Linked DNA regions of Mus musculus: regions 2, 3 and 4 are each linked to region 1. A link is a contact called in public Micro-C and promoter capture Hi-C data. All regions are on one chromosome and are shown on one strand. The core of a region is the stretch at or near the end of the contact, and the rest is flanking DNA. Distances in the headings are between cores, read along the strand shown.

What was found. Promoter capture Hi-C pulls out the DNA fragments that hold promoters and counts their contacts. Hi-C and Micro-C count contacts between places; a contact is called where the count stands out from the background.
Region 2: a contact with region 1 is called in a promoter capture Hi-C map of embryonic stem cells, with 5 times the contacts expected there. The contact joins the promoter of Plet1 here to the promoter of Usp28 in region 1. A contact is called at or near these places in 4 of 39 promoter capture datasets (the 3T3-L1 cell line, embryonic stem cells, hippocampal neurons and 1 more) and 1 of 115 datasets of contacts at active chromatin or transcription factors (embryonic stem cells).
Region 3: a promoter capture Hi-C map of hippocampal neurons shows a contact between it and region 1, with 5 times the contacts expected there. The contact joins the enhancer-like site here to the promoter of Usp28 in region 1. A contact is called at or near these places in 3 of 39 promoter capture datasets (cranial neural crest, embryonic stem cells and hippocampal neurons), 2 of 115 datasets of contacts at active chromatin or transcription factors (astrocytes and forebrain) and 1 of 9 other capture datasets (embryonic stem cells).
Region 4: a contact with region 1 is called in a Micro-C map of embryonic stem cells, with 5 times the contacts expected there. The contact joins the promoter of Cadm1 here to the promoter of Usp28 in region 1. A contact is called at or near these places in 2 of 39 promoter capture datasets (hippocampal neurons and liver), 3 of 484 Hi-C or Micro-C datasets (all in embryonic stem cells) and 1 of 115 datasets of contacts at active chromatin or transcription factors (astrocytes).

What each region holds. Positions count from the first base shown.
Region 1 is chr9:48,980,634-48,988,433 of GRCm38.p6, forward strand. Usp28 (ubiquitin specific peptidase 28) reads left to right here and starts at 4,752. Exons shown (of 25, transcript NM_001359739.1): 1 at 4,752-4,904. The coding sequence starts at 4,848. Gm51673 (a long non-coding RNA gene) reads right to left here and starts at 4,496. Exons shown (of 3, transcript XR_003948157.1): 1 at 4,195-4,496; 2 at 3,783-3,871.
Region 2 is chr9:50,490,937-50,498,736 of GRCm38.p6, forward strand. Plet1 (placenta expressed transcript 1) reads left to right here and starts at 3,589. Exons shown (of 4, transcript NM_029639.2): 1 at 3,589-3,810. The coding sequence starts at 3,627. The region is part of intron 2 of Plet1os (placenta expressed transcript 1, opposite strand); the gene reads right to left.
Region 3 is chr9:50,434,178-50,441,977 of GRCm38.p6, forward strand. No RefSeq gene overlaps it. Among named protein-coding and RNA genes, the nearest start is that of Gm38579, 46 kb to the left of the region's middle. Within about 2 kb of position 4,079, at least 42 of the 459 cell types and tissues checked have an H3K27ac peak or open chromatin away from gene starts, as enhancers often do. A contact at or near this core is called in forebrain and hippocampal neurons, where this site is marked.
Region 4 is chr9:47,525,475-47,533,274 of GRCm38.p6, forward strand. It overlaps Cadm1 (cell adhesion molecule 1), which reads left to right and starts at 4,878. Exons shown (of 11, transcript NM_207675.2): 1 at 4,878-5,031. The coding sequence starts at 4,899. It overlaps Gm22286 (a small nuclear RNA gene), which reads right to left and starts at 248; the gene lies at 142-248.

The sequences.
Region 1 (7,800 bases), core at 3,502-6,001:
GTGGTTGATCTCTGAGCCTTTGTCAGGCTCTAGGCAGGCACTTTTTTGGAGTAAACACCCATGCATTGGGGGTAGGGTCTGGGGGGGGGGGGGAGGGAAGGCTGCTCCCCTGTAAAGGAGTGATTATGGAGACTTCCAAGTTGCTCATTGTTGTTATTTCAGATAACAGCCTCCAGAGAAACAAGGAGCCAACTAAAAATAGCTGGTTCACTTGGATCTACTCTTTTCATGAGACTGAGAATAAACCTGGCACATTAAAATACTAATTCTCCACTGAGGCTTTCCTGTCTGCCTCTGGGGTGTGGCTATGTGTGTGTGAGAGAATCGGAGATATAATTTTTATCATTACACTTGCTCATTTATGTAGATGTGCGTGGGAGGGGATGCCACAGCACAGGGGTTGGGACTTCTCCTTCCATGATGAGGGTTGTGGGAATCTAACTTATGACTTCAGGCTGGCTTCTATCCAACTGAGCCATCTCCCCTAGACCTCTGCCATTGTTTTGAACACATTATATGAGCTCAAGAACGTGCTCAATTCTAAATGTGATGACTTTTCCCAATCAGAGTATGTATAATTTCCCCCTGAGAAAAACTTGATTCCAGCAGGCCTGGCATAGGGTTGTAGTCTCAGTCCCAGGAGGCTGGAGCAGTAGGATCCAGAGTTGAAGGCCAGCCTAGGAGACACAAGGACACAGTCTAAATGAAAAACAAAAAACAAAAAACAAAAAAACTGGGTGACAGTGGTGCATGCCTTTAATCCCAGCACTTGGGAGGCAGAGGCAGGTGGATTTCTGAGTTCGAGGCCAGCCTGGTCTACAAAGTGAGTTCCAGGACAGCCAGGGCTATACAGAAACCGTCTCAGAAAAAAACAAAAAAACAAAACCAAAAAAAAAAAAAAAAAAAAAAAAGAAGAAGAAGAAAAGAAAAAGAAAGAAAACCCCCTTCCTAGAGGCCTTACTTAGAGAAGTGTCACCAGGGGTGCCCTTTGTTCTTTGTTTTGCTGAGATAGGCTTTTGTTTTTGTGCTCTAGGCTAGCCTTGGACTCAATACAGTTAGTTCCAGTTTAGTCTCAAACTCACAGCCGTTCTCCTGCCTCAGTCTCCCGAGTGCTGGGATTATAGGCATACACAGCCACACCTGGCCCTCCCTTCATTCTCATTCTCCCCTCTCTTCCCTGTTTTGTTTTGAGACAGGGTTTCTCTGTGTAGCTCTTGCTGTCCTGGAACTTGAACTGTAGACCAGGCTGGTCTTGAACTCATAGAGATCCACCCACCTCTGCTTCCTGAGTGCTGGAACTGAAGGTATGGGCCACTCTGTCTAGCTTCCTCCAGCTCTCTGGGACTGTCATACATGTGTATTGTGTATTTTGATTAAAGTAAGGATTCCAAAGTCCAACTTGGCAAACAAATGAGTTTTAATGAGGTTACTTATATACAGGAGCAGGAATGAGTCAGAGAGAGTTGTTATCACCAAAGTCCATCCCAGCATGAGTGACAGTCCAGTAAAGCTCAAAACTTGAAGTACACTGCATAACTTGCAGGCTTCTTGGCAGGCTGCAGTGGGTCTCTTGCAGGTAGCTTGGCTGGTCTGAGCCTTTTTTTGGGGGGGGGGGGTTTCTCTGTATAGCTCTGGCTGTCCTGGAACTCACTTTGTAGACCATCACTCAGAAATCCACCTGCCTCTGCCTCCCAAGTGCCTGAGCCTCTTTCCAGGCAGCTCAGTTTATCTCAGCAGTCCTGTTTATATGTTTGGGGAGGGTGGGTCCTAGTGACTTCCAGGACTAGTGACTTCCTGGACTACCAGAAGCCTTTGAGTTGTTTATTTCCTTAGCACAAGGTGCTACCTTCCAAAGTGGGTTAAATTTGGAGGAAATTGCTACAGGACAGTGACCTACTGAGATTCAACCGGGCTGCTTACACAAGCCTAAGGATTACTTAGTGATGCACGAACAACTTAACTGTGGCTATACCACTTAAGAAAATGGGGCTACAATCACAAAGGAACTCATACAATATGTACTCACTGATAAGTGGATATTAGCCCAGAAACTTAGGATACCCAAGATATAAGATACAATTTGCTAAACGCATGAAACTCAAGAAGAACGAAGACCAAAGTGTGGACACTTTGCCCCTTCTTAGAATTGGGAACAAAACACCCATGGAAGGAGTTACAGAGACAAAATTTGGAGCTGTGATGAAAGGATGGCCCATCTAGTGATTGCCATATCCTGGGATCCATCCCATAATCAGCTTCCAAACGCTGACACCATTGCATACACTAGCAAGATTTTGCTGAAAGGACCCAGATATAGCTGTCTCTTGTGAGACTATGCCGGAGCCTAGCAAACACAGAAGTGGATGCTCACAGTCAGCTATTGGATGGATCACAGGGCCCCCAATGGAGGAGCTAGAGAAAGTACCCAAGGAGCTAAAGGGAAATGCAACCCTATAGGTGGAACAACAATATGAACTAACCAGTACCCCGGAGCTCTTGTCTCTAGCTGCGTATGTATCAAAAGATGGCCTAGTCGGCCATCACTGGAAAGAGAGGCCCATTGGACTTGCAAACTTTATATGCCCCAGTACAGGGGAACGCCAGGGCCCAAAAGAGGGAGTGGGTGGGTAGGGGAGTGGGGGTGGGTGGGTATGGGGGACTTTTGGGATAGCATTGGAAATGTAAATGAGGAAGATACCAAATAAAAATTTAAAAAAAAAAAAGAAAGAAAATGGGGCTAGAGAGACCGCTCAGTGGTTAAAGGCATACACTGCCCTTGTTGAGGCCCCGAGTTTGAGTCTCAGCACCCACATAAACGGTTTACTACTGGCGAGGCTTAGGAATTCAAGTTTCTTGTACTGACTTCTTTTGTTCTGTGATTTGGCTCTCCTGTGTGTACAGACACTGGACACACCTGCCTTTGATTGTATAATCAGTAATAACTTAATCAGTCTCTCTATAATTTTCTATTACTTTTTAAAACTTTATGTATAGGAGTGCTCTATCTGCATGTACAACTGAATACCAGAAGAGGGTAATAGACGGTAGATGGTTGTGAGCCACCATGTGGTTGCTGGGAATTCAACTCAGGACTCTTGTGAGTGCCCGACTCGCCAGCAAAGCAGATACCACAACAGGATCCTTCTGCACACGTTTATTGGGAGAGCTTGATTGCAGAGGCAAAAAGACCCCCACACCCAGAACTGTTGCTGCTTATATAGGCCTAGGAGAGGCGTGTCTCACACCCAGATTGGTTATGCTTTCCACCTCATTTGCATGTTCCTCATCTGATTGGCTATTCTCTCTCAGTACCTCACTGAGCCTCATTATCATACCTCATTTGCATGCCCCCCATCTGATTGGTTATTCTCTCAGTATCTCATGGAGCCTCATTATCATGCCCGGGCGAGGCAGTGACTTGGTGAAAAACTTTACTGCATATGTACACATTGGTTGTTTACCCAAACTTATGCGTGGTGGCCAGCGCCACCCTGCAACGGCACATGTGGCTTCCCACACACAGGACCTCTGGAAGAGCAGCCAGTGCTTTTTAATGCTCTTAACTACTGAGGCATCTCTCCAGGGCCCTCCCATTCTAATTTTATCAAGTCTAATGGTTCTGTCTTCAGAGAATCCTGACAAGGATGGACCTGATAGACACAGGTCCCAAATTTATTCCACATAGGAGACTAAGGCAGAAGTATAGAAAGTTCAAAGCCAGCCTGGGGAACTTAATGAGATCATCTCAAAGTGTTAAGTTTAACATGGCAGTAAAGACTTACCATCATTTGACCAGGTGGAGGCAGAGGACCAAGAATTTAAGGCCAACCACGGCTACACAGTCTGAGGCAAGTCCAATCCACGTGACATCCTGTTTCAAAAAAAACCCAAACCAATATCACCAACAATAAGAACCCTCTTCCCAAACATTAAAAGGGGTGGTAGGTGGCTTAGTGCATGAGCTAGAGTCAACACAGCTTATTACACACATGGCCTGAAAACGGGAATTTGGAACATGGGGCAACTGTTCAGGATTAAGACACGATGCTGAGCTCTGTGAAGGTCCTGGCCATTCAGTTGTCTTTATACAAACCACTCGAGTCAGTCTACGTTTCTCTTCGCGTCCCCAGATTAGGAAATGGCTAAGAGGTCTGGTGGGAAAATCTGTCAGCAGAAGGAACCCAGCAGCCTTACCAAGCTTATGGGGAGCTGGGGGCAGGCTGGACGCAGATGCAAGGCTCAGCAAGCGCGGGATGGAGTAAAAAAGGAGTCTTGGAAACCCAGAGGCCTCACCGCCCACTTCCTGGGCACCTAAGGCGGAAATAGCAACAGCTGGCGAGGCGACGCTGACCCCTTAGTTTGTGCCCGGCTGCGGTCACGTGGGCCAGAGCACGCGAAGACGCCCCGCCTCCGGCTCACGCAAACCAGGGGCGGGCGCGTGGGTGACGCCTCTGGCGCACGCTGCGGGCGTGAGCAGAGTGTATGGGCGGGGCCACCGGGGCTCTAAATTGGCGTGGGCGGAGCCTTGGGAGAGGGAACCTCGGCTGTGTGGGTGGGGCATGTAGGCGGGGTCTCCGGCGCAAGCCGCAAGATGGGTGGGAGTCGGCTGGCGGGGGTGGGGCATCCAGCGAACGCCGTGGGAGGAGCCTCTGCCGCGTGCTGTGGGTGGGGAGTGTTGGGAGCGGGCTGGCGTGGGCGGGGCTTCCATCGCGCGCCGCGGGCGGGGGCGGGACGTGTGGGCGGTGCCTCCCGGTGCTCCCGGGCTTCGGGGGCGGTGGTGGTGGCGGTGGCGACCGCGGCGAAGACGACAACGAGAGTGGGGCTACACGCGGAGGGACACCACGGCCATGACTGCGGAGCTGCAGCAGGACGACTCGGCGGGGGCGGCGGACGGCCATGGCTCGGTGAGCGGCGGGTGAGGGTAGCGGGGCCCGGGTTCCGGCTGAGAGGGGCGCGGCGGGCCAAGCGGGCGAGGGCCGACAGAGGCCGGGGCCTGCGGGCTAGGGCGAGAGCAACCCGGTCTTCCCGGGACTTTGCGAGGCTGGGTCCGCGAGCCTGTGTGAGGTTGCCTGGGTGTATAAGCCAGCTAAGGTTCCGAGCGGGATTGTGGGACCCGGTGCTAGGGACCCTAACGGGAGGGGTTGCACGTGAGATCGTAGGCAGCGAGGTCACCCCGAAGTGTGCACCGGGCCCGACCCAGCAGCTAAAAACTTCCCAAAAGCACGGCCACGGTGCCTTGTTCTGACTCTCAAATCAGTTTTATGGCAGTGGCTTCTCTGAGGCTAACGCAGACTTAAGTTATCTCACTTAAAGCCGGCGTTTATCAACAAAGTGCAAAAAAGACCCGGAGCCCCACTCCTCCCTTTTCCCGCCCCGCTTTTCATTCAGTTCTTTTTTTCCCTCGGAAACAAATCAGCTTCCCGAATTATCTCATTGATCACTGTAGGTTTTGAAGGAGGGGAGAGAAAAGCACAATGAATAGAAGGCACTTTACTATGTTCCTAGTAATATAAAAAGGTTGAAAAATATTACAAGGCTCTTAGGGCTTAGATGGTGGGCCTTTAGTAACACTGATTTGGAAAAAAAATCAAAAGGCTCATAATGTCTTTTAAAGAAACTTGGGAAGTGGGCAATTTGAGACTGTCATCCAGTTTTACTTTGGAATGTTATAACGTAACACAACATCCTCGTCCCTCAAGAACTGCACTTTTTAAATGACAAAATGGAAAACCTATACCAAGGATTCAAATACCGAGTTTGCAGTCGAGAAAATTTATAAAATATTTAGAATAAAAATTTGAGATACTGCTAAGAAAAACTCTATAATTAAATTCTATAATTAATGTCTTCTATAGTTAAATTTTAATAATTTGAGGTGCTGAGGATCAAGCCTAGGGCCTATCGCATGAGATAATCAAGCACTACACCCCCAGACTACAAGTTTAAAACATAGCAGGCTCTTTAAAATTCATGTAGAAAAAGATATCTCTAAGTCTTGGCCTGTAAAATGAAAGTAGGTGGATTTTTTTTTTTTTTTTTTTTTGGCGATCAGATAAAAATTGTTTATTACTCAACAGTGTCTTTTGGACATTGGGTCTGTATTTTTCTCTGTTTTCCTCCCCACAAGTCTACTTGTGTTGGGGACAGTGACTTATAAACAGGTGGTGAGATTTGGTTTTGAGACAGTCATATTGATACTATTTTGAGGGAGAGCAAGTCATATTTAAATTTGTTCTGGGCCCGTCATTTAAGACCACATGCCTTTCGATCAGTGGTATTTTCATTTACCTCTGTCACAGGCTGCTGAGGAGTGACCGGTAGTTGAGCACTCTCTATTTGAGGGTTTGCATGTAAGGTGTTTGAGCATTGTGTATAAAGTCAGAGCTATTTTGGGAAGGTTTGGCACTCCCAGGCTGTGGCTAGCTGCAGTAGCCTGATTCTGGGCGGGCGACCTGCGGAGTGATGACATTTACTGGTTAGTATTCCCAGAGATTTTGCCCCAGGCTGACAGATGATAAGCTTTGAAGGCTTGATAGCCCGTTGCCCTTTTTTCTCAGGTCAGGATAAAATGCTTGAGGCATGGGTTACCTTGAAGGTGTGGGTGCTGCATAACTTTGACATTTCATGAGAGTATTAATAACTTCTTCCTCTTGATAAGCTCCGTGTAGGACGGATTCTTTCTTTTGACTTCACAAGGCTTTCTCCTTTCCCTTAAAAGATGTTTAATATAGTTGAGAGGAGCTATCCTCCCCCGACACTCAGGAGCTATTTAAAACTTGCCACGTTTTCCCTTCCCCAGTTGGTCATTTGTACAAAGGACAGACAAAACTATGTATAGGCTCTCCAGGATTTCAGTGAGGGCTCTGGAACCCGAGCCGACACTTGGTTATCTTTGAATCCCCCAGACTGGTGAGTTAAGGACACCTTCCTGTGTTTTAATCAGTTCTCACCTTAGGTAAAAACCTGCTGGGAAGTTTTCTGTTGGAGTAGGAGAAACAGCTTGAAGTCAGTTTGCTTCTTAGGAACCTGATGCCCTTGACTCGTTGGGGGAGGATTCAGGACACACAATCCCCTCCCCCGCTCTCCCACTTGGAACCCAGGGCCTCTGCATTCTAGGCAAGTGCTGCTTCCTCACTGAGCTTTGTTGTGCTGGCTGTTTCGGTTGGTTCTGATTTTCCTTCGAGGTATCTTTGTGGTTTTTGGTTTGGTTTGGTTTTTGAGACCAAGGCTGGCCTGGAACTTGGGAGTTAGTCATCCTGCCTTAGTCTCCCAGGTGTACTTAACTCCTGTCAGGTTGTGAATTTTTTTTTTTTTTTTTTTTTGAGTGTTAGAAAGTTGTAATCTGGCTCCCCAACTCTCCTGCTCTTTGAGCCACAGTTATTGTGCACACAGAGAGTGCTGTATTTTGAGCTCGTAAACAGATAATCTCTTATCAGGTGGCCCGGTGCATTCTGTTTCATCAAAATGACTTTTTGTGTAGGTGTTTTTGAGACAGGTTTTCTTGTAGCCCAGACTGACCTTCAACTTTGTAGGGGAGGATGACCTTGACCCTTGAGGCTCCTGTGTCTGTTTTCTAACTGCTGTATATAGGCTTGGGCTACAGTACCTTATTATAATCAAAGACATTTAAAATAATGCCAACACTACAAGTAATAACTAACACACACACACACACACACACACATACACACACACACACAGAGACACATGGTCTCCCTGTAACCCAGGCTGCGCTCCTGAGTGCTGGGATTACAAACTTGGTCCTCCTACCCAGGTTCCTCCTCTCAGCCCTTTAGTGTT
Region 2 (7,800 bases), core at 2,339-4,838, 1.5 Mb after region 1:
GGGCCTGGTTTGAGTGTCTGAAACCTCAAAGCCTACCCCCAGTGTCACACTTCCTTCAACAAGGCCACACCCCCTAATCCAGGTCAAAGAAGCACCACTCCCTAATGACCAAGCATTTAACTGTGTAAGACTATGGGGCCATTCCTAGTCAAACTGCCACAGGGACAGTCTATGGTGGAGCATGTCTTTAATCTCCCCCACTCAGGAGGCAGAAACAAGTAATCTCTGGGAACTCAAGGCCAGCCAGGGCTATAAAATAAGATCCTATCTCAAAAATTAATTAATTTAATTTACTATTGGACTTTTAACAGCAGAATTTCTATTGGTTTGCTTATATTTTTAAAACATTTCTGTCTCTTTATGATTACTCTTTATTGCTCAGAACCAACATTACATACCTTCCTTTAACTCTTTAGACACAATTCCTAATCCTTTAAATACACTAATATACTATCTACTAAATCCAATAACTGGATTCATCAAGTACAGTTTCTGTTTACTGCTAAATTTTTCCTTCTTTCTGGACCTTTTTTTTAAAACATATGTACTGTAGTTTTGTTTGGTTGGTTGGTTTTGGTTTTGTTGTGTTTTGTTGTGTTTTGTTTTGTTTTGTTTTGTTTTGTTTTTCCAGTGCTGAGACTCAAACTCAAGTTCTTGTGTAAATCAGACATACATTCTATCAATCAGTGAGCTACACTCCCAGCCCCCATCTCGGAACTCTCTGTTGAAGACTGAACATTCAAAAACTATGATGCATCAACTCTAAACTCTGACTTCCTCCACCCTCTGCAGCTGTTGTCTGCTGTTGCTGCTATCGCTATTGGCTACTGAGTTTCTGAAATTGATTCTATGAGACTCAATTCCTTAGCACTTGTACCCCCCCCACCCCCACCCAGTCTCCATTTAGTTAACTTAGGTGTGGTCTAGTGAACAGACAGAAGAAATTCCCTTCAGTCTTTTAAATGAGAATCCTCCCCAGGCTTCTCTGTATGCTTCCCTCCCTCTGTATTTGGGGTATGTCTTCTGTGGCCAGCCAGGCTGTTATATGACTGTAACCTTAGCCTCCTCTTCCTGTTTGTGACACTTGTCTCAACCAGAGTCAAAGGTGAGAGGGATTTTCTCGGCGCTTCCCTAGTCACATGTATGCACACAACCTAGCTTCCCAGGGACTTGTTGCAGCATTCAAAACTCTTTTATATGTTTTTTAAAAATTCAATCTCTTGGTCCCACATGGAGTCACTGTCTGGTAACAATGCTTAAAATTCCCACTGACTATCTTTGACCAACACTCTATTAATAACATACAGAAAATTCAGAATCCAGTCAAAAGGATTGATTGTAAATTCTAAGAAAGCAACTTTACAAACAGATTCCAGGAAGGTCACACAGATCATCCCCCAGAGACTTACGTGACCATTTTAGGAGACTTCTCTCCTTGATCTTTCCATTAGGTACAGTCTTCTGGTCTCCATAGTTGCTGTAGTAGATTTGTCAATTTCAGTGGCCGCCATGGAGATGAGGTTAGAGAGTGGGTCCAGACAAGCTAAGTAAGATGCTACTGTCACCGTTTCCAATGACACTCAGCCACTCTTTTTTTTTTTTTTTTTTAATGTTTCCAGATTATTTGAAAACCTTTGGTTAATCCCTAAAAGTTTCTGAAAGGCAGATTTTGACCACTATTGTGGATATTCCCACTGCTAATGTTAGACAGATTTTCCAGAGTTCCTCAACCCAAGACCCTATGTTTCTCTTAAGGGGACACTTAAAAATATAACTGTGATTCAGGTCCTATAAATGCTTCATCAGGTAAAGGGTATTTGCCACCAAGCTTGATGACCTGAGTTCAAGTCCCAGAACCCACATGGAGGAAGGAAAGAACCAATTCCCACGAGTTCTCCTCTGATCTACACACACATACACACACATGCACACACATGCACACACATATACAAACACATAAACACACATACACACACATACACACACACATATACACACACTGGGGGGGGGCGCATACACAAATTAACTAAAAATTTAAAAGCTATTGCCTTGGTTCAATAATATTTTTATTTCTTTTCTATTTACAAAGTAGCCTCCTTCTCCCTCATCTCCTTTAGTGGGTAATTTATAACATTTTAGGAGAGGTTGGGATATGAAAAAATTATTTCCCAACTTTAAAAAATCATTTCCCTGTGCTCTGGTACTATGGAGGGAAGTTTCAGGAACAATGTGGACCTAAATGTTTCTTTCCAAATAAATACATAAAACTGTAGGTGCTGCAAATGTGTCTCCATCGGTAAAACCTGCCTAGCTTTTAGGAAGTTCTGGATTCAGTCACCAGTGCCGGTTTCAACTGGTTGTGATGGTGCACGTTGTAATCCCAAACGTTGGGATGTTGAAGCTGGAGGAACAGAAGTTCAAGGTCACAGCTATGACTCAGTGGTTAAGAGCTAAACTGCCCTTGTAGAGGACAGGCGGACCATTCTCAGAACCATCCATAAATGCTGATAACTCCAGTTCTAGGAGATCTGGTGCCTCTGGACTTCCAGGGCAACTGCTCTCCAATGCAGATGCCACACCCACCCACACAAACGTGGAGTAAAGAAATAAAATACATCTTGAGTGTGGTTGTACACACCTTTAATCCCAGCATTCGGGAAGCAGAGCTGCATGGCAAGTTTCAGGCCAGCCAAGGCTACATAGTGAGAACCTGTCTCAAAAATTAAATTATACATATATATATATGTGCGTGTGTGCGTGTGTATGTGTGAATTCAAGGTTCTACGAATGTACAGAGAACTAACTCAAGGCAAGCATGGAGTGCATTGGACCCTCTGTCTAAAGAATAAATAAGTAAGGCACGTGTCTAGGCTGTGACTGAAGACATTTACCAATATACCTAACAGCCTGAGTTCAATCCTAAAGGCCCCATGTAATGGAAGGAAAGAAAGGACTCCTGAAAGTAGTTGTTCTCTGACCTCCTGCTGCACACACACACACACACACACACACAGTGGCCTCTGCAACCTCCTCCTATCTCCCTGACCCACACACAAAATCAACAAATGTAATTTAAAAATAGGTAAATAAATTTCCAGTCTTTCCAGCTCTAGGCTAGTCATGAGATGAGGAGGAAACTGGAGTCACATCAGAAACAGCTCTGCAATGTTCTGAGATAAAAAGGGCACCCAAGCCTGAGTTTCTGACAGAGGAAAGCACGCCTTCCAAGCAGACCACCTACGTGGTAATTACTCAACTGTGGACTTCCACTTATTTAGGACTTCCACTTATTTAGGGCGTGTTTAGCACTCCTCACCAGCCTTTCCCACTTCTTCAGATAGCAGGTGCTGAGACGGGGGTCCGTGTCAAATAATTTGGCCAGAACTCTTCTTGAGCAAAACTGGAATTGGTAGAGGATCGTTGGTCACAAAAGTGGAGGCTGGGTGATTCATCCAGGTAATGTCTTGAGCCAAATTCCAGAAGGCAATGTTTTCAGGAGGGAGGGAGGGAGGGTGATTTGCATGCATGACCTCACCCAGAAGCTCCAGCCCCAGAGCATATAAACAGGAGCCTGTCACACCTAGTCTTACTACTGCCAGGCCCTGCAACCCAAACAGCCCGGGACCATGCTGTCGCTCCGCTCCTTGCTTCCACACCTGGGACTGTTCCTGTGCCTGGCTCTGCACTTATCCCCCTCCCTCTCTGCCAGTGATAATGGGTCCTGCGTGGTCCTTGATAACATCTACACCTCCGACATCTTGGAAATCAGCACTATGGCTAACGTCTCTGGTGGGGATGTAACCTATACAGGTATGTCAAAGGCGCTCATTCTGTTGCCCCTTTGTTCTCGGTGGAGCTTGAATCAGACTTTCCTACGGTCCGTATGTGTGTGTGGACAGGATGGAAAGTGGGGAGTGGTGACTGATAGGTGGCAGCGTGGACCCGGAGGACTTTTTCTCTAGTTTCCTGTCCGTAACTGAATCGCAGGTGGGGTAAACTGAGCCCCAGGCAGATCACACCCTGGCAACATAAGGCTGTGTTAAGCGGACATTGTTTATTTTTGAGGGAATTCTTGCAGTCTACTGTCCTTTTACAGCCACTTGACAGAATGACTGTACCCTGCGGGACGCCAGGAAGGATAACTTGAGCTTAGTGTATGGGAAAAGCCAAGTTAAACTAGAGGAAGATATCAGTAGCCCGCCTTGTATGTGAGGGGCCTGAAAGGCAGAGGTGTTGCCTGACTTGATGGAGACCCCTTGCCAGCAAGGAGTAGAAGATCTTTGAGTCCTGGTTGTTCAATCTTAATCTAATGGTTTTTTTCTTAGAAGTATCTGGAAAGTATTTCATAACTTTCCCTTATGGGATTCAACAAACCTACAAGTTAAAAACACGCTTTCTAATTAGTCAAACCTGTTAGTCAAGAAATATGCTTTCCTACCAAGCTTCATATATCTATTTGGTTTTTTTTTAAAGCAACTTCAGTTGATTTTTAAATTTTTTTTATTATTATAAGTGTGTACACCCTTATGGTGTGTGCATGTGTGTGCACACAGTCATGCGCATGACCCCTCACTCTTGCGCAGGCCGGAAGGAGTTGTGGAGTTGCTGCTCTCCTTCCACGAGCATGTGGGTCTGAGACTCACCAGGTTTCCATAGCAAGTGCCTTTACTCTCTCACCTGCCCACCCCACCTCCCCCACAGCCACCTGCTTGCTCCAGATAGAGTGCTGTGGGAACAGAGGCACTCTATGTACATCTGCATTATAATGCTAACATGACTTACATCTAAGGGGGAAATGCCATTATTAACCTCCATTATCCAGGGGAGAAAGAAGGCATACAGAAGTAAAGTTTTTACCCAAGGTCACTAGAACGCAACAGAATTAATATTTGAACCTAAGGAACTTAGCCAAAAGCCAGCCAGCCTTCTTAGCTCCTACGCCACCCTTCCTCTCTTAGTCTAAGCAAACTTTGCAGAGGTCACTATGGTGACTGCGTGCGCGTGATCTGCAGAGTCCCAGCCTGGAAGGTGAGCCACCACACCAGACCTCCCCACTCTGCTGCTTGTCTCTCTCCTGTTTCCTGGAGACGGTCACTAAGCAAATGCTCCTGCTGTAACAGGACTATGTCCCATCCCCTTGGGAAGTGGGCCTTTTCATATCAGAGCAGGGAAGATAAGTCTGTAATTCAAGATGAACACTAGGTGAGTGTGTGTATGAATCCATTACCGCCAGGGCGATCGCAGGCCCCTGATTGTAAGATGGCACAGCAGGAGACAGACAGGGCCTGCTGCTGAAATGAGAAAAAGAGAAGTCTACTAGGGAGAGATAAGATGAAGATGTGGGAGCCTTTCTGAAAGGAGGGAGACAAGAAGGAGAAAACACAAGACAATGGGGGGAGGTGGGGGAAGGGCAACCGCAAAAGTCCCAGTAGCCTCGGGAAAGAGAAAGACCTCAGCTTCCTCGAGTGCCTAAGCTAGCTCTGCTCTTTTTCAGATTCCATTTCAATCCAAAATGTGTTTGAGCTCTAAATTGAGGGTCAAAAAAATCCTCTGTCCATGGGAGTGAGAGGGACCCAATTCCACACCTACAGTTACAAAGAAGGCTTTACAAATACCTTTACGGAGTGCAGTGGCCCCGACTCAGGCTTACTGTAGACAGCCACCTTTCCTTGCTTTGGTTTGAGACCCTTTACCGTTTCAACATAGTGTTAACGCTAGCAAACCACAGATAAACGGCTTGGCAGACCCTAGAGACAGCACAGCTTAGCCAGCGTCTCAGAGGGCTCACCCCAGCCCCACCCCTACCCCTCAGACCTGTAAGAAAGAAGCCTGAGGCACTGCTTAAGTCAGCCTCTGCTCACTTCTCTGGACAAGGATGTCAACACTACTTCCTCAACCCTCCAGCTTCTAGAACAGTGAGTTCCACTGGATAAAGGACTTTTATTTTAAGTGCCAGAGACAGAAGCTAAGGCTTCAAACATGCTGGACAAATGCTCTACTACTAAGCAACAGTTCGCCCCAGCCCTGAAGCAGGGCGTTAGAATCAATCAAAAGTGTTTGGTGCCAAACACTGGGCTGCTTGCATGCTGACTGATGAAACCATGAAATATAATCAAGTATTCAGTCCTAGAGAAAGGCTGTGAATGTTTCAGATATGAGGAGGAAAGAGGGTAAGCTAATCCAGAGGCGGGGATGTGAGCGAGATCTGGCTGTGGAAGTGGGTATGGGATGAATGCTAACAGGGAAGGAAGGTTCCAGACAGGCTGCAGACGTGAACAAACCAGGCCCAGGTGTGGGTCAGATAAGAGCCAGGTGCCTTTGCAGAACAGCTGGGGGCAAGGGTGGTGGAGGTGGGAGACAGCAGCTGGAGGAGGGAGGCTGGACTCTTGGGTTCCTGAAAGTGTGCTGGGTACTATCACTGACAGCCAAGAGACAGGAATGAGATGGCAGGAGGGTTTAGATTCTCTAGGTAGACGGGCATACATCCCACGTAACAGGTTATATGAGGAAGTCTGGTCTGACCGCCAAATGCTCAAGGCATCCAATCAAGGGAGACTGAGGTCACAGATCCAAAGACCCTAAGTACAAGGAAGGAAGGGAGGGAGGGAGGGAGGGAGGAAGGAAGGAAAGCTGAGCCCACAGTGAAAAGGGAAGCAGAAAAGGAACTGTGGAGAAAACATATGGAGAGCTGAGAGGATTGGGGCTATCTAGATGACACCATTATGTATCACCTTCCGCTACACCACCATGCAGAGATGTGAGACAAAAGTCACCTCCTCTCTGAGTGACTCAGAACATGTAGGATTTGGGCCAGCTGACCTTCCTGACAAAGCAAACCAGGGCGAGGAAATACAATGTGCTTAAATTAGTAATAACAATCACAGTTTATCTGATATGAACCACAAGTGTTAGCATCTTCTTTTTAGTCCTAACAGGAGCTTTTACTATGAGGGATAATGTTATTTCCCAGACACAGAGCTATGGTGAGCACCAAGAGGAAACTTAAAAAAATAAAAGTGTAGCAGTCAGAGATGTGGCTTAGTTAGTAGAACGCTTGCCTGACACATACCTCGTTCTGGGTTCACTGTTCTACATTTTATAAAGCAGGTGTGGCAGCATACACCTGCAGTGTCTATACACAAGAAGGAGAGTCGGGAGTTCAAGGACAGCCTCGGTTACGTTTGAATCCAGCTTAGGATGAGATCCTGTTTCGAAATACACAAATTGTGTACAGTAGCCACTGAGCAAGAAGAAGCCAGAGCGAAGAAGTGACCAGTCTTGCCCCTAAGTACCAGAGCTGGGATGCAGATCCAGGACTGTCTGACCTGCTACTGGATCCACTTGCTTTGCTTTGGGAGGAGTTTCAGAAGACGGAAATGGTCCAGTATTGAGGAATTTACTCGTATAGGCTCTTCTGGGGGGGGGGGGGGAACAGGCACACTAAAATAGCCTCATGTTGAAATTAATAAAATGTCAGCAAGGTCCCCTGTAAGTGTAGGCAGGCTGGGTCATAGACCTCATCTGAGTAGAGAAAAACCTTAAGAGGTAATTTGGCCCTTGAATTAAGACCCTGTGGCTCAGGCCTCAGTGTCTTAATACCTAGTCAAACCCCTGTCCTTCCCAACCCCCACCTTCAATAACCTGGAGGAACCAACATTTCTGAGGTCAGGAGCAGGCCTTTGGTTTTACTTAGCAATATTACTCCCTTGTATCCCTAGAACACTTCCTAGGGGACCTCCGAACTCTTTCAGGGGTACCAAGCTTTGAGGAGAAATTTAGCTTTTCACATTTAGGATCCAT
Region 3 (7,800 bases), core at 2,829-5,328, 1.5 Mb after region 1:
TGGACTTGGTCTCAGCTGTGCCTGTTGTGAGCTCTTTAATTGAGTTATGTGCGTTGTTGTGATTACATGTGATTTTAATTGCCACTTAAAATGTCTTTTAAAAGATTCCACTATGGTTTGGCATTGAAACAAGGAGTTACTGAACAAATAGAAAGGTATAGAATTCGAGCAGCAGGGTGGAATTTGGTATTCCTGGAGCAAAGGCCTGTTAGTGGGGTCATGGTTGGAATCCACCCTTTGGGGCTTGGGGGGGGTTGAAAAAAAACACATGTCTTACAAGACCTAAGAACAGAAGCTGTTATGTTTTATAGCTGGTATATATATATATATATATACATATATATATATATGTATATATATATATGCATATATGGCACACATGCACATATATTTATTACATGTCAAACAAAGCAAATAAAGACAAAAGACACTGCCAAGTCCTCAAGAATAGACGAAACGGATCAAGATGAGAGGCTGGTGGGATCAATTTAGCAATTTCACAGGGCTATAATTATAGCATTATGTCATAGATTGCACTACAATTTTATGTGCAAGCAATAAAGGAATGTGCTGTCAGTGCACATGCGAGGCAGGTATGGTGGCTCACGCCTGTAGTCCCAGCCACTCAGAAGTCAGAGAACAAGAGAGCCACATGATCCTAGGAGTTTAAGGACTGGACTAAAACCAATTCAAAATGGAGATCATCTTAAAATATTTCAAATAAAATTACAAGACTGTGGTTTCAAAAATATAATCAATACTAGAAGTACTAATTACATTAGACACTAGTAGAAACAATAACTGTCAGAAGACAATAGCAAGAGAAAAAGAAACTCAATCTAAGGATTACGTTTCTGAAGAAGAACTCAGAATGGGAAAGAGGAGCCACAACTGAATGTATAATAAAAGAGAACACTCCAGAAATCAACACTACAGGAAGCTGTGAACAGAGATATCAATAATTAAACAAGAGGTAGGTGTCACTGTTAGGCCTAGCTACTTAGGAGGCTAAGGAAAGTGGATAGTTTGAGCCCAGGCATTTGGGGCTAGCCTGGGCAACACAGAAAGGCCACCCACTTCAAAATGGGGGGGGGGTGTGTGAAGGAAGAAGAAGAGAAGTTAAAGAGGAGTCAAGGAAGAGTCATGTCCAGAAATATTCCAGCAAGTTTCTTCATTCTAAACAGCAGCAGTAATAAACAATTTCATGTACAACATGACCTGACAGAGACAGACAGAGGGAGGAGAGAAGAGAAGAAGGAGGAGAAGGGAGAGAAGGAGAAGGGGAAGGAGAAGAAGGAAGAGGAGGAAGAGCAGAAGAAGAAAGAAGAATACAATAAAAAAAGACATAAGGGAATAAAATCATACTGGCCCTGGTTCATTTCTCCAACAATAAAGCTAGTGACCTCTGACATGAAAAAGACACAGACCCAAGAATGTCCTCTCCATAGGCTCTAGTGTTTCAAAGGGAGCCACATTCAGAACGCCCGTCACTCACGTTTTCTTTAAATCACTTTGTTAATTTACACTCCAACTTCTCAAGTGATGAGTTGACATTAGGAAATTTAAAAGGAAGGAATGAAGGGAGGGAGGGAGGGAGAGAGAGAGAGAGAAAGAGAGAGAGAGAGAGGCGCAAGCATAAGCAATGGGCACGGGATCCATTCAATGTAGAGATCAGTCACGTGATTGTTAAAGCATGGTTACAAGACAGAATAATTTCAAAAACACGCTAGAATGGAAAGCCAAATAACACCAAAAAAAGTGATTAGCTAGAAACTCAGACCCTAAACACAATAACCTTCATGAAGGCAGGAGACACAGAGTACAGTGAAACCACACGGTTTCTTCATTCTACAGGGCTGAAAGGTAAAGACTATCAAACATCTTGATGCTTTAATAAAAGAAACGCTGTTTGGAAACTGCCTACATGTAATTTTTTATTTATTCTTTAGTAATTTTAGACATGCATACAAGGTGTTTAGATTATATTCACCCCATTCCCCTCAGACACAGACACACCAATGTACACACACACACACACACACACACACACACACACACCTACACCTCCCAAATTCACACCCTCTTCTTCTTTGTTTTTTTAACTAGTCCATTCAGTACTACCTGTGCATAAGTGTAAGGTGCCATTGCTGGACTCTAGTCAATGTACCATCGTGGCCACAACCTTGAATGCATTACATAGGAGAGCAGGGGCTGGTCTTTAAAGTAACACTTGGCCTCTGCAGTGAGGTACTCCCACCCAACAGACAAGAATATTTATATTTGTTATGAACAGAACATTAAGTTCCTTGAAGAAGTCTGCAAAGAACCCATCTCCAAGTGGTATTTAGGCCTTGCTGCCTGTGGTGGCTTGAATGTGCTTGACCCAGAGAGTGGCACTGTTAGGAAGTGGGGCCTTTTGGGAGTAGGTGCGTCCTTGTTGGAGGAATTGTGTCACTGTGGAGGTGGCCTTTGAGACCCTCCTCCTCGCTGCCTGGAAGATAGTCTTCTCCTGGCTGTCTTTGGATCAAGATGTAGAGCTCTCAGTAGAAGGATGTAGAGCCCCCTTCTCCAGAACCATGTCTTCTAGGGCACTGCCATGCTTCACGCCTTAATGATAACGGACTGAACCTCTGAACCTGTAAGCTAGCCCCAATTAAGCGTTGTCCTTTCTAAGAGATGCCTTGGTCGTGCCGGGCGTGGTGGCGCACACCTTTAATCCCAGCACTTGGGAGGCAGAGGCAGGCGGATTTCTGAGTTCGAGGCCAGCCTGGTCTACAGAGTGAGTTCCAAGACAGCCAGGGCTATACAGAGAAACCCTGTCTCAAAAAAAAAAAAAAATTGCCTTGGTCATGGTAGGATTTCACAGCAATGGAAACCCTAACTAAGACGCCGCCTATCGGTTCTTTCCATTCCTTCTCTGTAAAGATTCCTGAAGCTTGATTCCAAGGCTCAGCATTATCCTGGTCAGTGTGGGCCCTTCCACACCCATGGGCAGATCCACCTGATGCCAGATTCATGATGACCCATGTTCATCTTGTCCAGTGTCATCCCTAGCATATCTCACTCAGGCTATAGGGACAGCTCTCCACAGTAACTATGGTCACACACCAGAGAGCACTTAGGCAGACAGTACAAGAACCATCCTCCCAGGTAACATTTGTTCCCAATTTTACAAATGAGTCTGAGGAAAATTATTTTTCCCAATTACTATGATGAATGGCAGAGAAGAATCAATTTCTGGCTTAAAGTTCATTGGAGCCTACCATGCCATTTCCCTAATCCAAAAAGAGAGAGAGAAGAGAGAATAAGTCCATAATTTATTGAAGTATGAGAACAGAGACTGCCTTTTTCACAAACTAAATGAGAATAAAGCAAAGACACCAAACTAACCATCCTGTCCTCAGAGCTCACCAACCCCCCTAAACCTTCACAGATCCGATGGAGGCTCCTCCAGGGCAACCAGCTTTTTAATAAAAAGAATCCTGACCCTCCCAGGCAATGTGCTGGTCTTGGGTTTGCCTGGCAGGGACCAATTAAAGGACCGCCCATCCTATTAGCATCTGCAGTTTCTACACTAACCTTTCTCTTGCCTAGAATGGTTTGACTAAGCCTGAGAAATCTAAGCTCTAAGGAGTCTTAAAGAAAGGGCAGTATTTCTTTCTTTCTTTCTTTCTTTCTTTCTTTTTTTTTTTTTTTTTAATCTCCAGGGGTTTCTTTTTAATCTTTCTCCCCTGCCCCCCCTACCCCACATACACACAAACCAAACAAGTCTTCACACCACACCGAGGCAGCAGTGTACCAAGGACCCTGGCTAAGCCTGGGGGTACCTAGCTCCATGACTTGCTTCCCACAAATCATAAGGACTAAACCAGGGTGTGTCATGCCCCACGGATTGATCTAACTCCAGCTCCCAAGCCAGCCCCCTCCCAGACGCATCGGACTGCCTCACGTTGCACCTGAGACCGTCTTCGCCCCCAGGAACCCTTCTCCCTGCAGGGTCAGCCTAGCCCCATGCCCAGAAGAGGAGCCGCGCCCACCCGAGCCCTGGTGTTGTGGTCCTCCCTGCTGGGGCTGCACCCTGGCTGCTTATGGGCCGCTGCTGCCACCTGTCGGTTGCCTGTCTAGAGCAGCGCTCTCAAGGAGGCCCTGGCCCTGCAAGAAGACTTTACTTGTAGAAGCTTCCTGAAGAAGGAGACATCTTCCTGTCCTATCCAGGTCACTAGTGCTGCCCCTGCAAACTGGACTTGCAGATGTATGTGTTATGCCTAGCTTCTCCTGGGTTCCTTCCAGAGGCGTACCCCTCGCCCTTCTTAGCCCAGATCGATCCCTAAAGACCACACACCTGGCTCCCAGGTACCTCATAGCCACCAGGACCTACAAATCTGGGCAAGCTAGAAGCTAGCCCTTAGCTGAGACATCCTGGGGGCACAAAGAAATACAGGCAAAGGTCGTTTAAACCCAGATGCAAATGTCAGAATTCCCCAGAGCAGAAACCAAGAAGCTATTAATTAATAAACTAATTAATACTATCACAAGTTCCCCCAGGTATCCCCAACAGTAAGGCAGCTTGGAGACCCACAAGAGCAGTAGATCTAAATGACCTTTTTGACTCAAATACACGACTGTTCATCGTGTGTCTTATCTTCTGCGGTCTTCACAACAGCCTATAAAAAAATAAATATTAACCCTGCTTAATAGACAAGGAGCCAGACTTACGGAAATGCTAGGCACTGGAGGCTGTGCAACTGAAGTGGGCGGGGCCAGGAACAGAGCTTTACATATGCATGTTTATAACCCCAGTGCTGGGAAGGAGAGATAGGTGGCGCCGAGGCTCACACATATACACACACACCTGAGTCTATGGGGGAAAAAAAAAAAAAAAACAGACAGCAGCCTCTGCCCTTGGGATAAGAAAGATTTTCACCAACTTGCCCAGCAGCCTCTTTGGGTCTCCTACCTAGTTAAGCCTACTCTAAAGTCTGTATCCTAAAGACTGTGTAGCCACTAGAAGAAAAGAATACATGCAAACTGGAAGGGATGGTTTCGTTTCATTCTTAGTCACAGCTACTTTGGAATGGGGTGTGTGGCTAGTGAATCCTGCAGAGCTTCTCGGACCCTGGAAGTAAGTTAGACACTGGCTGCCTCCTTGGTTCCCATATTGACGTTCCAGGTTTCTAGCGCAGGCGCGCTGCTCTCTCTTTCTGTGGATGCAACGAAACCATAGGCTTCATGCCCTTGCGGCCGTGTTTTATCCACAAATTCCTTCTTCCTTACATTGCTCTCGTCTGGTGTTTAGTGAGAAAAGTGACCAGTACGCTGGCTTTCAGCAACCCCTGAAAAGTCAGCATCAAAAGTTATCAACTGAGTTTGAAAACTCAGGTATCAAAAGGAGCATGGATTCTGCCGCCGCGACCATACAGCGTCCTAAGCTGGTGAGTCATTTGCATAGAGTCATCTTAGGCCTTCGACTTTTCTGTGGGACTGTCTAAACATGTGACTCCTTAGCATCCAACACAGCTGTGGGGTCACCGCAGGTCCCCAAACCCTCAGCTCCAGGTTTGGGAACAGCTTGGCGCTACCCTTACATGTGGTCTCACCTCTCCCCACGCACCCCAGCTCTGCTGCAAAGACCTTCTCTCTTCCTCTGAACTGGCCAGGCCTCCTCCCACCACAATATATTTTGTCCTGTTGGTTTCTTTGCCCCGGTGGCACTTCTCCAGGTTTTAGCAGGCTTAAGCGCTTAGTCTTGGAATCCCCATTCCAGTACAACCACCCTACCCATCCGGAAGCCCACTAGGCCCCATACCCAAACACTCTCCTCAGATCAGCCTGCCCTTGCATCCCCTCAATGTCTGCAATGAGCCTGCTTCTTTTTCAGCTTTCTTCTTTTCTGTCTCCCTGAGACAATGTGCGCTTTATGAAAGCCAAGACTCGTCCACAGAACGGAGGCCAGCACTCCGCCATGATACAGTGATTGTTCTGTGAGTGAACACAGTCACCCTACACAGCTCAGACAGGTAAAAGATATGAAGACTGTTCATCGTGTGTCTTATCTTCTGCGGTCTTCACAACAGCCTTTAAAAAAAATAAATATTAACCCTGCTTAATAGACAAGGAGCCAGAAATGCTAGGCACTGGGGGCTGTGCAGCTGAAGTGGGCGGGGCCAGGAACAGAGCTTTACATATGCATGTTTATAACCCCAGTGCTGGGAAGGAGAGATAGGCGGACCCTGAGGCTCACTAGCCAACCAGGCTAGCCTGCTCTGAGAGTCCCAGGCCAGTGAGAGACCCTGATGGATACACATGAGGAATGGCACCTGAGCTTCACACACACACACACACACACAGGGCATGCAGTCACAAAAGGACAATATTTTAAACAAGAGCAGTGCTTCCCAGTACCTGGGAGTGATAGCCACTGGTAAAATTGGGAAATGGGCTAATAGCCATTGTCCTTAGGTTGGCATCTATCTCCTAACACCCTAGCCCCTCCTCTGGAGAGCAGCATGGGGATACCCAGGGAAGGCCTAGCCCTGCTGGTTCCCCTGTAAGTAGCTGGTACCGTGGAGGCCTCTGGCTGCCACATCTTCTGGCCTGAACCATGTTTCCCTTTATACTTAATAACAAGTGTGACTAGCGTGGCTGCTTTAACTGCTGTGCTCCTGTTGATTGACAGGCAGGAGGCTGGCAGACACAGCTGCAGGCAGAGACTTGGCAGGCACCAACCATGTGCCCTCTGCTGTGTTGGATGCCAAGGAGTCACATGTTTAGACAGTCCCTCAGTAGGACAGGGATTATCAGGGACCTCCTCTGCAGGCCCCAGGGGATTAGGATTGCCTTGGCCCTGAGAAGAGCTGCAAAGGAGAGACACAAACCAGGGTCCCAGTAGATGAATAAAGTTTGGGACACTCACACAAAACAAAGGTTTTCAATGGGGGAACTGGGGGTGTGACTCATTGGTAGCATGGTCCAACTTGTCTAGCATCCATGAGGCACTGGGTTTGATTCCCAGCAACACATAGAACAGGCGTAATAGTGCACACTTGTAACCAGCACTTAGGAGATACAGGATCAGGTTCAAGGCCAGCCGAGGCTACTTAGTGAATTCAAGGCCACCCTGGTTACATGAGTGCATTTGAAAGACAGACAGAAGGAAGAAAGGGAGAGGGAAGGAAGGAGAGAGAGAATATTTAAAATATCCTACATATAACTGGACCCCGGAACTTGTCTAGCTGCAGTATAATGACCAGTGTAGAGGTCTGTCTCTCTGGTGAGGCTGTGAGCTGCTCACATGACCTAACAGGTGGTCGGCAGACATGATCAGCTGGGTTTTGGCCTCTGTGTGGAAGACATTTTCATAAAACCCCAGACCTTAGAGGTCATCTCATACAACACACAGGGAACCTGCATCCAGAGATCACTACTGTGAGGAAAGGTAGCCCAGGAGAACACAAAGACTAAAGCCACAAAGACCTAGGAAAAGCCAGCCCCCTGCCTGCAGGCCTCCATCACTCTGAGGCTCTTAGCCTGTGTCACCAACCACTTGGAACAAACTGTTCATAACTCAGCTTCCTCATTCTTTACCCCAGGTCGGAGGACAAGCCTCACCTCGGCTCTGCATCAGGTCATGGTGACCACCTCCTCCACACACTGCCACAAACCCAGCCTTTTGTATGGCACAAAGAGCTTGCTGGGGAGCTCTTAATATGGGGCTGAGGAGCAAGCGAAAGGAAGCGCTTGGAAACAGAGGAGATGGCCCTTGTTTTGCCTGCTGCAGAGACCTGGCACTAGGAAGCCTTA
Region 4 (7,800 bases), core at 3,628-6,127, 1.5 Mb before region 1:
TTTTATTAGATATTTTCTTCATTTACATTTCAAATGCTATCCTGAAAGTCCCCTATTCCCTCTCTCCGCCCTGCTCCCCTACCCACCCACTCCCACTTCTTGGCCTTGGCGTTCCCCTGTACTGGGGCACATAAAGTTTGCAAAAATATGGAACACTTCATGAATTTGCGTGTCATCCTTGCACAGGGGCCATGCTAATCTTCTCTGTATCGTTCCAATTTTAGTATATGTGCTGCTGAAGCGAGCACTTAAGATAAAATTTTAAGTCATCAATTCAAACAGTAATTTTTAAACACAAACATTGTAACCCAGGACAATCCAAGGATGTATTAATTCAAGACATGCTGAGGAATGACTGTAGGAAAATGTAAACGGTCTTTGTTTCTCATACTTAAACCATCATGCTTCTGTTAGCGCAAAAAAGCAATGCCCTGTAAGTTGTGGCTTGTGGTGGTTTTGAACTTGACCTCAGGTGTTCCTGGCAGGGTTTGCTGACATTGCACAGTGTATGTGTTGTGTGTCAGAGCCAAGGTTGCAGTGACGTCGCACAGGGCAACAACAGTAAGAGCTGTCAGAAACACCTCAAATTCATCACATTTGGGTCTTGAGTTACTTTTTGATTGTTGCATGTTTAAAAAACTCACTGTGGCCAGTTTTTAAAATGACATCTACATAACTCCATGATGGGCCATAAACCATAATTTAAGAAGCTAGAGCTTGAAACAACACAAACTTATTTTCCTTCCATTCTTAAAGTCTAGACCAGTTCTCATCCTTCCTAATGCTACATATCTGGAATATGGAACCATAAAATTACATTTATTGCTACTTCATAGCTATAATTTTGGTACTGTTGTGAACTGTAATGTAAATATCTCTGTTTTTTCAGTGGTCTTAGGTGACTCCTATGCCACTTGACCACCTCCCCTCTTGCAAGGGGGTCACAACCCATAGGTTGAGAACCACTGGTTTAGAAGTTTTAAGTCTAAGTCATGATGCAAGAATCGCTCTACTCTAGTGAGCATCCTCTTCTTGATTTGCCAGGCCAACCTGTCACTGGGAGTGTACCACATCCCCTTGGTGTATGCTCATAGAACTCTGTTGTCTCTTTCTTCTTAGCAGGCTTTAACAACACCATGGATGCCTTAGCCTTATGTTCTCAACTAAACTTAATTACCTCTCAAAGGGCCCGTCACCAAATAGTATTGTGCTGGGGCTTTGAGTTTCACTGTAGGAAGTGTGTGTGTGTGTATGTGTTTGTGCGTGCTCTCGAGCATTAGAGGTCACAATCTGTAACATGGATTAAAACACTTTTCTATGAATATTTAAACAATCCAGTAGCTGGGCAAATGGTGACTCCAACTACTGTTTTCCTTTTCTTAATAATTTGTCTGAGTTGCTCTTATACATGGGTATTAAAATAATTAGCATTTTAAGAGGCAAAATGTTACTAGTTGCCATTAATTATCTCTGATATATTTCCACAAACATGAGTCTCCTTTAATGCTTATTTTTTATATATGTTTATCCACATTTCTCAACTGTTTTGGTGATAGCAAACAATATTCTCTCTCTCTTCTCTCTGGTTTCTCATTAAAAGAGAGAGAAAGAAAAGAAAACACACACCTCCCCCATACCCACCCACCCACCAACACACCCACCCACTCACACACACACCCACACACACACACACACACACACACACACACACACACACACACACACACAGAGAGAGAGAGAGAGAGAGAGAGAGAGAGAGACTAGGGCTTTGGTACTTCTGGCACTTCGCTCTAACACAAGTTGTGCCCAGATTGTAATTCTGATAAGTATTTCAGTTCTTTCTTGAAAAAAAAATTAAATTCACAAAACAATTGATTATCAGTTATAAATGGCAAAAACACCATCTGGTTTTTAAAATTGGTTCAATCCATGTAGCGAGGGGAAAATGCTGGAAGTTGTTCCTGGCGATGAGTTCTAGTCCGCGGAGCAGAAAATGACGCGCTTTACTATGAGAAAGCCAGGCTAGTCATAACTTGTACTTAGCGGCTGTGGGAATTTGATGCGCTCCTCACATGTTCCATATGTTAAAATGCTTGGTGACATCTTTGGTGTGAAAGTGGGGAGGGGGTGGAAGGGGAGTACGGTTAGGGGATAGAGGAACAACAGCTTGCTCTGTCCAGGAGTCTCACCTCTGGTTCTCAGGAAGATCCTGGTGTGGAAGAAGAGGCTATCAGTCCTCAGTTTCCATACCTGGTAAAACTGGATGGGCTAACTTCCTCAACTTCTCCATGGCAGGTGGCATTTCTGAGGAAATTTTTAAAGGCGTTTGCATTCTTCCAGTGAGGTAAGCCACACAGCATTGGCATTTCCTATAGAAATGTCCCATGTTGTTCTTTGCCAACTGGAAATTTGAGTAGGTGTTCATTTGATGTGCCAAGAGAATGAAGGGAGACGAAAACACTCCACATCTTCCAATGTCCCCCATACTGCGTGCTGAGAGTGGGAGGACTCGGGCCTGGCTAGATTCTCTTGGAGCCTCAGCCTCAGGAGCAATGCTTTTCCTTAGGAGTCTGCTGCAATCCTGTTATTTTCAAAAAACGTTTCTGGGTTGCTGGCATATTTTCACCTTATGTTAAAAATACAGCTCTCCTTTGCTTATTATTCATGCATCATGATGTGAAATGTATTCCTTCACTTAACACATATTTATTGAGGCACAGTGCAGCATCGTGGTTAGTTGTGAAGGCTCTGCCTCTCTGTCTGCAATTAGAAATTGTGATTTTTTTTAAAAGGCTGGTGCTTAATTTTTCTAACCATGCTATATTTAAAAAAATGGGGAAAATAAATAGTATCAATTTTGAAGGTAGTTTCAGAGACTAAAGAAGATTGTGCACAAGAATTTCTTGATAAGAACTCAAGGTCACAATAGTCCTTTGTTAACTATAAACTTGATATCAGCTCAAGGTCTTTATAGTAGCAGTACTATAAAGAATAGTGAATATTGTTGAGTGTCCGGCTCTGTACTGTTGTGGCTGACATATAGGATCTGACTTTGCAGTCCGTCCTGTCCTGTTGTCAGAATAAACAGTCTCTGAGTTTTTCATTCTGATTTTGGTAGAAATCTGCTTTGTATCACGTCTAATCTAGGTAGTTTCACTTCTGGCTTTTGCAGACTGGGCATTATCCTGGCGGTCACATGGTGTTGGTTTTCTGCCTCGTATACTGTGATTTGCCTACTGGAGCTTTCTCCACTTCTGGAGGACTGCTTGCAGTTCGTGCATTGGGGCCTGTAATTACAGAGCAGAAGATCCAGGGATGTGGAGACAGGGCAGTTTCGAAAATTAGTTTATGCATAATGGATAATATGAGGCTGCTTTAATGTGTAACTCATTTGATGGGTTGGCCGATCTTAACTTCCTTTTGATATTTATTTATTTATTTTTAATTTATTTGCAACATGAGGACAGAGGGCTTGGTACAGCTCTTCTAGACTATAGTTCAGATTCAGCAATTTACATTCAGTAATCTCTTGGTCATTTAGCCACATATAATTTGTCATGGTTTGTTTTAGCTGTTGTGATATTGATATTTATTATGCAAATTGTATTTCCTACATCTTATTGTTCTGCATTCTATGAATACTTAAATTATTATAAACCTTTACACTTAATACGGCTCGTCCTTCAATTTGATGCTTGAGCAACAGAGGGTCAGAGCACACACGGTCTTCTAGAGGGAAAGAAAATAAGTAATTAAAAGGCAGACAAACAAGAGAGCCGGCTGCCTTGTTGAAAAGAAATCAAAGATAATTTCGGGGAGGGAGGAAGTGTGTCCAGAGATGCATGCAAGTCCCGTCAGCGGGAGAACCTCTCTGAGACACAACTAAAGTGAGGACCTGTTGGTCTCTAGATGCCTTAGAAAGGACTGGAAGCATAGGAGAGAAGGGAATTGAACCGAGCCCTGGAAGAGGAACTCGACTGACTCTATCACTGCCTCGGTTCCCTACATTCCCTTCCCCACGACCCTGACCGGTAGATTTTTTTTTTTTTTGCTTTTGTGTGCGTGTAATCTTAAATATTCCATATTACTTATATGCTATAATCTACTAAACATGGGAAGGACACTTCCAACAAGCTGGGAAGCCTGAGCACACCCACCTTGATTTACCTTTCCCCAGAATCTACAGCCAAACATCCACTTGAAAATCCCAGAACCCCGACTCCACAGCTTCAGTCTTCCAACTATCCCCTAGTCTGCCGCTAGGCTGTTGAGCGGGCTCTCCTGCTCCGCCGGACGTGCAAAGCACGCATGCACTTCTCTCAGATTGTTTTGTCAATCCGGGGACCTGCATTCGCACTCTCCACTCCCGGGTTTCCCAAAGATCTTATTCCTTCGTGCAAGGTGAGGGAAAGGAAATTTTGTAACGTATGACTTCGATAGGCCGATGCCCACGCAGTGCCCCGGCCCAGGAATCTCGCGGTCAGACTCTCCGACCAGGAGTCCGCCGCGGCGAGTGGCGTAAAGGTTCCTAGTAAAGGTGCACGAAAGCGAGAGACCCGCCTCCTGAAGCCGCAACCCCCTCCCCAGCCACCGAGCCGGACGCGGGCCAGTACAGGTTCTCCTCCTTCGGGGAAGCGAGGCCGAATTTTAACGTAAACATATTTGCATAGGCCCCGCCCCTCGGCCCCGCCCCTAGGTGGCGCGGGCGCGCGGCCGAACGCTAGCGCCAGGGGGCGGGGTGGGGGAGGGGGCTAGTTCTCGGAGAGCCGGGTTGGGCTCGAGGTGCCACGATTGGTCGCTCCTGACTCCGCCTCCAGCGCATCTCATTAGCATCTCATTAGCTGTCCGCTCGGGCTCGGGAGGCAGCCACCGCCGCCAGTCTGAGGCAGGTGCCCGACATGGCGAGTGCTGTGCTGCCGAGCGGATCCCAGTGTGCGGCGGCAGCGGCTGTGGCGGCGGCGGCGGCGCCTCCAGGGCTCCGGCTCCGGCTCCTGCTGTTGCTCCTTTCGGCCGCGGCACTGATCCCCACAGGTAGGTTGTGGGCACCCGCGGATTGGTCCCGAAAACCCCCCCGGGCACCCCCAGGAGCCGTAGCTATGGAAGGGGGGACGTTTCCATGACAACCTTCCCCCACTTCCTAAATCCAAAGCGGCGGGAGCGTGGCAAGGAAAGTCGGGGCTGCGATGGAAGGGGCCGAGGGGTCGGCGCCCCTTCTCTCCTATCCGCCGGCTGCGGATGGGCGCCCTCAGGGATGGCTGCACCCACACCTCTTCTTCCTGGCGTAGCGCGGGGTGCTGAGTGGAGTGGGCTCGGGGCCGGGGGCTAGCGCGTGGGGGGAAGGGGAGCCCTCGGAGGCGCCCCGAACCTTCCGGACCCTCCGAAACTCGCTCTCGTCCCTGGAACTTGCAGGTCCTCCTGTGTCCCTGGGCTAAGCTTTCGCCCCCTCCGTTCCAGCTCGCCCCCCCGATCGATTCTCCATTCCCCGAAGCTTTCTCCTTCGCGGGTCCCCAGGACATCCCCACCGTCGTGTCCTCTTCCCGGCTTGCCCGCGCTCTGCAGCCAGGTCCCCCGCCCGAGAGCTCTGCACGCCTCTCGTGTTTCCCTCCAGCCGAACGCTGCCCCTCGGCCCCCTCCGCTAGGCTGCGGGTCGGCTTGGCTGGAATCCAGGCAGGGAAAGTTCCCGGCTCGGGGGCGGCCGCTCGTCGCCGCCGCTGCAGGAGGGCTCTTGGAGCCCGCAGGTTGTCCGCGCCACCGAGGCCTCTGCCGCGAGTGGGGATCCGGGATTTCCCGGCTGCGCGTCCTTCGGGCAAGCGGCCCGCAGGTGGTGGCGGGGGCGTTCGCGGCCTCTGCGGCCCGGCGTGCGCCCTGCGGGCCTCGGGGCGCTCCCCGCGTGGCCGGCCGTCTTGAGAATCTGCCCGGGTGGCGGCGGCTCGGCGAGCGCCGCGCCTTCCCTGAAGACGCCGAGCGCTTGGCAGGAGCCCCGCGTGTGGCTGCCCCGGTGCGGGGCGCGTTGGCGCGGTCGCGAAAGAAGAGGGCAGTGTTTGCATTTGCTAACAAAAGGGAGCCGGAGCTCTTCCCCACCGGAGAGGCCGGCCGCGCTGCGACCGCCTTCCCGCCACCTCGCCGCTCTTGCCCGCCGCACGGTGTCCCCGTGCTGCTGTACCGCCTGCCGCTGCCTCCTGGCGACCGGCGGGACCGAGCTGCACCGGGCGGTGGCGAGAGGGCTTCTGCGCGAGGGGATGCGCTAGGGCTCTGTGCCTGCAAAACCCCTCGCAGCTCCGAGCTGCAGGACCTGGGAGCAACAAGTGGTGGAGGATGCTGCGAGCTCATCCCCCACCTGCGGAGCCCCCAGCCCGGGAGGATGCAGCGCTGGGCCAGCCAGCCTGCGGTTCCGGGGGCGCCTTTCTGCTTGGGTTGTGTCTTTTGTTTACACGCTAGAGGACACATAGTTATGTAAACACCGCAGGAGACGTGCTGTTGGGGGGTGGGTGGGGGTGCTTGGGAGTGCTAGCTTCGGATTTTAGGGGATGCCAGGTTGGTTGATTTGACACCCCCACCCCCATTATAAAATAGGCTTGCGGAGGAACTCGGCTTGAAGAACCAATTGAGGTTCTAAGGGTGGGATCCTGGCAGCACCTTCCATTCCAGCTTGAGAATTTTGTCTTCCATGCTACGTTCTGTCTCCGGATGTTTATATGTTTTTCTTCTGTGAATTCTTAATTTATGAGTTACAAGATAATTAGGTTTAACCGAAGCCGGTGTGGTTACAACTTAATTTCTGGTGATGCCACTGACTGGAAGGGTTCGATAGAGTGTTCCCGAAAGAGATCCCTCGTGCTGCATTGTAAAAAGCGCCAGTGTCAGTTAAACGTGAGCGTGAGTAAAGGCTGGGTAACTGGCGCATTACAGAGGCAACAATAGACTTGTATTGGCTGCAGAACCAAGGGTGGGGGAGGGAAGCGCTGGCCCGGGATATTGCTTTTCGACTAAAAATGGGAGCCATGCAATGCCACTAAACCAGCAGAGTAGGATTAGATTCTGCCTCCCTTGTCAAGCCTGCTCATTGAAGGCTCTGGGTAGTAACAACACTACTATATTTGTACTATCTCTGGATGAGAAGTTGCCTTCCCGACGAGGGATGTGTGCTGACTTAGGAACGGTCTGGAACTCAACCGTGCATGTCAAAGCTACAAGAAAATTCTGTTGCCAGTTACCATGGAAGCAGCTTCTTGCTCTTGTGTACATCCCTGTTTGTTCGCCGCTTATCAGATTGTGTTCAAATTAGAAAGTAATTGGGCTTGATTTGTAGCGAGGGAATGAGATGACTTTCTTTAATGTCGTGAGTGTGGTGTGTGTGTATGTATGTTTATATGTGTGTGTATATGTATGTATGCACGCATGGATGTATGTATGTATACAGTTTGAGAGAGAGTCTTAGCAAAGCCCTAGATTCCAAACCACAGGGATCAATTTCAGGTGGACTCCTTAGGACTTCTTTCCCTCAGATGTTAAGTTAAAGCTTTCTCAGGGAAAGCTTTCTCTGCTTCTCATTCCTTGCCTTTAAAGAAACCTGTTGGTGCTACCTTCTAACTTCATTACGTTTGTTTCATTCGAATCCTTGCTGAGCGAGCCAAGTCCCGCTATTGTGTATTGGGTTCCTGGTTCTGTTTGCCTTTGTAACTGAATTCTTTCTCCCTGTTCCCCATCCCTCACCCCCATCTCAGAGAAAATCTACTCCCATCTCTCCTGTGGTGTTTGGATGAAACAGACCTGTATGAAGTGCATCCAAAATAGGATTGC